Linked DNA regions of Triticum aestivum: region 1 is linked to region 2. Evidence: chromatin contacts called from public Hi-C data. All regions are on one chromosome and are shown on one strand. The core of a region is the stretch at or near the end of the contact, and the rest is flanking DNA. Distances in the headings are between cores, read along the strand shown. Region 1 holds the start of LOC123164247. Region 2 holds the start of LOC123168735 (putative disease resistance protein RGA1).

The links. A called contact is a pair of places that touch in the nucleus more often than the background predicts.
Region 1: a Hi-C map of leaf shows a contact between it and region 2, with 4 times the contacts expected there. The contact joins the promoter of LOC123164247 here to the promoter of LOC123168735 in region 2. A contact is called at or near these places in 2 of 5 Hi-C or Micro-C datasets (both in leaf) and 1 of 1 datasets of contacts at active chromatin or transcription factors (leaf).

The regions. Positions count from the first base shown.
Region 1 is chr7D:451,396,052-451,399,409 of IWGSC CS RefSeq v2.1, reverse strand. It overlaps LOC123164247, which reads left to right and starts at 1,867. Exons shown (of 1, transcript XM_044581658.1): 1 at 1,867-2,820. The coding sequence starts at 2,012. The coding sequence ends at 2,440.
Region 2 is chr7D:450,808,456-450,811,716 of IWGSC CS RefSeq v2.1, reverse strand. LOC123168735 (putative disease resistance protein RGA1) reads right to left here and starts at 1,712. Exons shown (of 2, transcript XM_044586606.1): 1 at 1,537-1,712; 2 at 1-1,295. The coding sequence starts at 1,238. The coding sequence ends at 18.

The DNA of each region.
Region 1 (3,358 bases), core at 618-3,117, 590 kb before region 2:
CTATGGACCACCATTTTGTCTATTCATTTCAGTGGCAGTTGGTTCATGGTCAGTTGACCGGACACCAATTTGCCTTATGGTAAGGACTAAGGACCATGGATCCTTTCACTTCCTTGTAGATGAATTTCCTGGTGCGGAAGCATGGCATTTCACATGACCCATGTGCTAGCCCGGTTTACGTGGGAGGTGGGACATTGGCCAGTAATTTTTCTGGTTATTTTACCCACTTGATGCAAGACTTTCAACAGTATTAGAGTATGAGGTACTCTGGTGTAGTGTTTTGGTATAAAGTTGTCTGACATTGAATGCCAGATGTTTGAAGAAGGTCCTGACAGCGTAGCTAACGCCTGCGCATCACCAGCTTGAAGTATTTGATTTTCACAACTGAGTTGAATCTCTGCAATCTTGGTAGGCTAATTTTAACAAACTATCAAGCAGATCAAGTACATGCATCTTTGCATCTACTGTAATCAAGTACATGCATTTTGAGCTTTGGACTGCTGAGTCAGCTCAGCTGTCTTCACTCTTCACTGGTCATGGGGCCATCACAGGCTCAGATGGTAGGCAGTAATTGTCGGTGGTACAGATAATTAGGTGTATCTACTGAGCACATCTCTTGACACTTCTTTAGAACTATATTTGTACACCTTTAACAGAAAACTCCAGTACTTCAAATTTAGCTTCACACACCCATAACTATCGGTGCTATTAATCCTTGCAAGTTGCAACTCTGATGAGTTATGTTGTGGAGTTTTCACCATTCATAGCAGGTTGTGATTGGTATCAACGAGCACACGCCATTTCACAGCAGATGTGCTTGTATCAGCGAGCGCACGCCACATATTTCTTGGCGTTGGGGCAGCTGGAGAAATCAAGTAGCCTATCACTCATCAGAAAGAAATCATGTGGAAAGAGAGAGAATGGGGAGGTAACAACTGGGGATAACGATGATGGAAAGGAGAGAGGGTCTGGAGTTTGTGTGACAGAGAAATGCTACCAGGGAGAACAACATGAGTGGATATAGGGGGAGGAAGAAATTGGAAGAAAAACGTTGGCAGTCTGTATGTATCATTTTCTGAGATGATATAGCTAGTCATTCTATATATCCTTTAGCTAGTGGATTGTACACATCTCTTTATTGACAATCTTCGGGCCACCTTCCACCACTCTACCCCGTGTAATGATGATTGGTTGTTCGCTGATGCTGACCGGAGCCGAAATACAATTGCCATTTGCCTTTGCTTCATTTCTCTTGGGCCCTCTGCACTCCTCATTCAGACGTACTGTTTCTCCATTAACCGAATTCTGGTGGCGATTGTTCATATGAAAGGTAAGATCCCTGCTGCACAATTTTCTCGGCTATGTTTATCATCTTTATGCCGACGCATATCATACATACACCTTACATGTTTTTCCATCTTTATTATGCCGACGCATATCATGCATACACCTTACATATTTTTCCTGGACCCTGTTGCGTTAAGTGTTGACACATCAGTGGCACTTCACATCAGCGCCAACTAGTGCATCCATTTGTGTAGGTCGCTCTCTGTGAATTGTCTTGGCCCTGTAGTGGGTTTGGTTATCCTTACCAGTTGCTCTTGCGCACAGCTGGGCTCTCTTCCCTCCACATGCCTGTGATGGAAAAGTATTACCGGCGCATGTGGATCAGAACAGTAGTTTAATCTGACAGCCCCTGTACTGTTTTAACCGAACGTAGACTAATCCCTGCACAGGTTTGTTAACAGAGTAGTAGGTTATTGGAGGGGACAGGCCCTGGTAGCTTTCAGTGCCACCGGCTGTTGACTGCTCTCCTGTCTACACGTTAATGGCCGTCCCTTTCGGTTCACATATATACACACACGCACAAGAGAAGGCAAAGGCAAAGCACCAACCCCTCAAGAGACACATCCTTCAGCTCATCCTTGCCTCTTGCGTTCTCTTCTCCGTAGCTTGCAGATAAGTAAGCTTGTCCGTTGTGCGGAGAGGGGAGGCGGATAGGTACATACACATGGAAGGGTTGCAGAGATCGTCCTCCACTTTCAGAAGGTCCGGCTCGTCGGGCCTGGTGTGGGACGAGCGGTTCCTGACCGAGGGCGCCGAGGCGAAGGCCGCCGGCGAGGGCGGCACGGATGAAGCCCAGCCGGAGATGCGGCGCTCCCGGAGCACCGGCGGCGTCGGGATGATGCTGCGCCGTGGCGGCGACGACAAGAAGCAGCAGCAGCAGAAAAAGGAGCAGCAAGGCCAGAAGAAGAAGGACGAGGAGCGCGATCCCCAGGTGTTCCGGACCAAGGAGGTGGCCCCGGACGTGGACCCGCCGTCGCCGAGGGTGTCCGGCTGCATCCTCTGCGCCATCTTCGGGGGCTCCGGCTCCGGCTCTGGCCCGGCGGCGCGCCGAGGCCGCGCCAAGCCGAAGAGGAGGCAACGGTCGGCGGCGTAAAGTTTGATCGGGCCTTGGCGGATGGATGTCATGCGAGCTGTGTTTATACTGGAGTGACGATGATGATGATATACTACTGATATTGGTTGGTTTGTATTGTACTCTGCTCTGCGTTACTGCGTACGTAGTCTATACGTGTCAGGTTAGTTCCTCTTTTTTTGGTTAGTTTCTGGGTTCAGATCCGTGAGCAGCAGCAGCTGCTGAGATCTGCGATGTTCTTTCTTGATCTGGCGCATGATTTTTTCCCCGTCCCTTTCTTGAGCTGTTGAGCAGCAGCCGCTGGGTGTTGGTTGCTTGCATGTGAGTGTGAGGTGTTGGCACTGTTGCATGTATGGAGCTGCAACCATAAACAATCAATTGGGCGGCAAAACATTTGGGCATGGCCGCATGTGTGCTCATGCTGCCGGTGCGCGTTCTGTTCTGGCTCGTGAGGCGGTGCCGACGCTATGGTGCGAAGTTTTTTTACTTTGCTAGGCAGAAAAGAGTTATAAATTTCTCTGCCTCGCACACAGCCCGTTCTTATGAAATTCATGTGCTCCAAACTCTGTTAGCCGAGCGTAGTTCTATTGGGTCGGTCCGGTGACCGGAACATGCACCGGTCGGCTCAAGAAACTGATCCCGGGGTGGCAACTCTGTTAGCTGGACCTCCTCCTTTTTCGTAGCCCAAACAGGTGAAACATGACTCATCATGGAGGTTCTCAAAAAAACAAAAAAATCATCATGGAGAGAGAAAAAAGTTGCAAGGGCGTGCTTCCTAGCACACAAAGTAGAATCAAGAAGGATCGATCCCGTTCATAATTGCGCGTGACGCGGGCAAGACAGGCACATGGAGGTCCGAGTAACAGCCAGCAGACAATAGAAACACCACATGGGCCGGCCACATGATGATCTCCTCCGTTTCATGACTCTGTCGCCGGG
Region 2 (3,261 bases), core at 463-2,962:
CTCAACAAACTTTAAGTTCAAGTTTGGAGATTACCCCTAGACCAAGCACTTCTTTTTGCAACCTTTCTCCATTCCCTCTCACTTTTCTCTTTAGTTGCTAGAACACTAGCAGTAACCTTGATTGCGAGAGGAAGTCCACCACATTTATGGACAATTTCTACCCCTATATTCCGAAGGTTTTCCACATCTCTTTCTTCATCAATGTTCATACTCTTCCAAAGCAGCTCCCACCCTATATCTGCTGACATCAATTCAACTCGATGTACATCTTCTACGCCAATTGCATGTGCAACTGTATCATGCCGAGTGGTCACTAGAATTACTCCTCTTGCAGCAGCATGTAATGGAGTTCTCAGTAAATTGGTCCAGACCGCAGGCTGCCAAACATCGTCCAACACAATGAAGAAACTTTTATCTGTGATGGCGACTGCAAGCTTGCTGCTGAGCTCTCCCACAGTTTCATCTTGCTCATGGGGTACCCCAAAATTCCGCAGAACTTCCTTCAAAAGAGATATTTCAGAGTACTCCTGAGAAACACATATCCATGCTTGGTTGCTAAAGGTTCCTTTTAATTCTCGGTCATTATATACTTTTTGGGCTAGAGTTGTCTTCCCAATCCCTCCTGTTCCAACAATACCAACCTTGTATGGCTTCTTTCCCTTGTGTGCAAGAACCAGTTCAACCAAACTTTTGCAAGCATGTAAAGTTTCCTTTCCCACAAGATTAGGCTCCACAAGGTGGCTAGTTCTTACATGCTTCACAGTCAGAGCTTGTGGTTTAGGCTGCATATTTTCAAGCTTGAGAAATCTTTCACCCAACTTTGAAATCTTGTCAAGTTGAGCATTGAAGTCCCGGATTTGAACACCAATCTTGTGACGCTTCTGAATAGGAGAGATGCAATTGAGAAACGGAAGGCCACTGCATGTACTAGTTGCCTTTCTTGATGATGATGAAGGATCCCGTTCTAGTAGAAGCTTCCCACCTTCAGATCTCGCTAAGTCGACAATATCGTCGGCATAATACATATCACCTCTCAGCTCACCAAGCCAGTTATTAACTGCTGACTCTCGTGTTCCCCTTTGTTCGGCATCATCAAGAAAGCATTGTATCTGGGTCATTGTTCGCTGCATTTGTTTGAGGTCTTCTTGTACTCCTAGAATCAGAACTGCCTCATCTGTAATGATAGCTTCCAACTTCTTGGCACATGATTTAACAAGATAATCTAGTATGCTTGCCATCTGACCAACCTGAAGAGACAATTCCACAAAAATACAGGACGCGGCTTATCCGGCAGGCTGGCAAAGCATGCATAACATGTGTTAGGGTTGCCTCTTACAAACACGAGGCAAGCTTCGTTAACAAACAACATCAACATACTGGAGTCAGAGATATTTGCTAGATTTCGAACAAACAACATACTGGAGTCAGAGATATTTGTTAGATTTCGAACAAACAACATATACTAGAGCTATAGGAAATCATGCTTAATTCCAGTTCATGCCAATAACAAGCTAAAAGTAGGGAGTAGTACAGTACCTTGCCCGGGTAAATTGACAAGCTGCCGATCAGAGTACAACTGCAGAATGTAGCAAAGCTGGGCAGGGGCACAACTTTGCTGAAGCTCTTAGACAGAGTCATGTAAAGCAAGTAGGCAAGAGATAAGGAGGTGGACTTTGTTTTCCAATTAGACGAAAGGTCAGTCAGCCGGCGATGCGTGAATGGTGGAGTCGGGCTTTTCAACTCATGGAATGGACCAGTCTTGGCTGGTGGCCGGCCCAGACAGAGACGGGTAGGCGCATCCTGCAGATGGCAGATGCGATGGGTAAAATAGTATGTTGTCGCCTCGCATCCGTTTCATGAATTTTGGACGGAATATGTCAAGTCACCTCCTAGTGCTAGCAATGTTTGTTGCTGCAGTTCTTCGGATGACCCTGCAGTGCCTTTTTCTCTATTTTTTTTACTTAAAAAAGTAGCGCTTGATCTTTTTTTTTTGCACCTTCCCCGTGGGTTAGTCAATCACCTTAGTTTACTTGCCTTCCGCGTCAATTCCACCTTAATTTACTTACCAAACTTCTCATCAAACTACTCCCTCCATTCCTTTATGCAAGGTGTATAATTTTTGGCACGGTGACCAAGACACATAATTTTACACAATTTAGGACGAAATTAACCTTGGCTAAATTATTGATTAGTGGCAAGTAAATCATTTAGGCTTGAAAAGGAAGAGATACACGCAATCGGAGGAGAGATACTTTCTTTTCTTCTCTATAATGAGAGATACATGCAATCGGGGAGAGATTCTTTCCTTTTTTAGAGGGCTAAAGACAGAATTACGAGGAATAAGAAATGTACCTTACATTGTGGAATTTTATCAAAGAAACAAATACACCTTATATAAAGGAACGGAGTGAGTATAAAGTAAATCAAGCGCATAATTTGATAAATATTTATTTACACAATCATATTAATATGGACAGATAAATCACGAGCTAACATACTAAAATATTTATATCTCGTTGCAATGCACTAGCATTGTCCTAGTTCTTTAAAAAAGGCACAAAGCCATATATTAAGTATCACAGGTCCTTACAAATACACCTTTACAGAAAATAAAATTACATTTAAAATGTTGTGGGTGCCGAAGTCTTCTTTCTCCTGCATCCACAAGTGGCGTGTCGTGAGCATAGCTCGATGTCGCCTCGGCGAGCAAAGTATTGAAACTCAGGAGCTTGCAGAAGTAGCATCCGAGAAGTAGTCAATGCAGACCAGGAGACGCCGGCAATCGTAATCTGCAAAGCAAACCGTCACCCTAGGGAAAAAACGCCAATAAGGATATTTCAAAGCCCTGAGGACCACGAAAGCCGGCCAAACCCAGGCAGATGCACCGTAAACATAAACTGGCCGGATCTCGGCAGACTCGCTGGAGACACGGCTCCACACATCCTCCACTGACCACTGGCGCAAATAAATCGGCCGGATTCCGGAAGACTCGCTGGAGACACGGCTCTACACGCCCTCTGCCGGCGCAAATCACATCAACGGACACTACTGGAAACTGCTTATAGGCGGGCTCTCAGTAATTGCACACTCCATTGTTAATCTGGCCAGATACCTGTGGCGGGCGACAAAGTGCACTCACCACTAGTAGTCTGGTTCAGATTAGCCGTGGGACAGTCCTTACCGGTGGCGATCTCCTAGCTCGGCCCACCACTACTATAATATTTAGGTATTTTGTTTTTAGTATTTTTTTACTGTTCTATG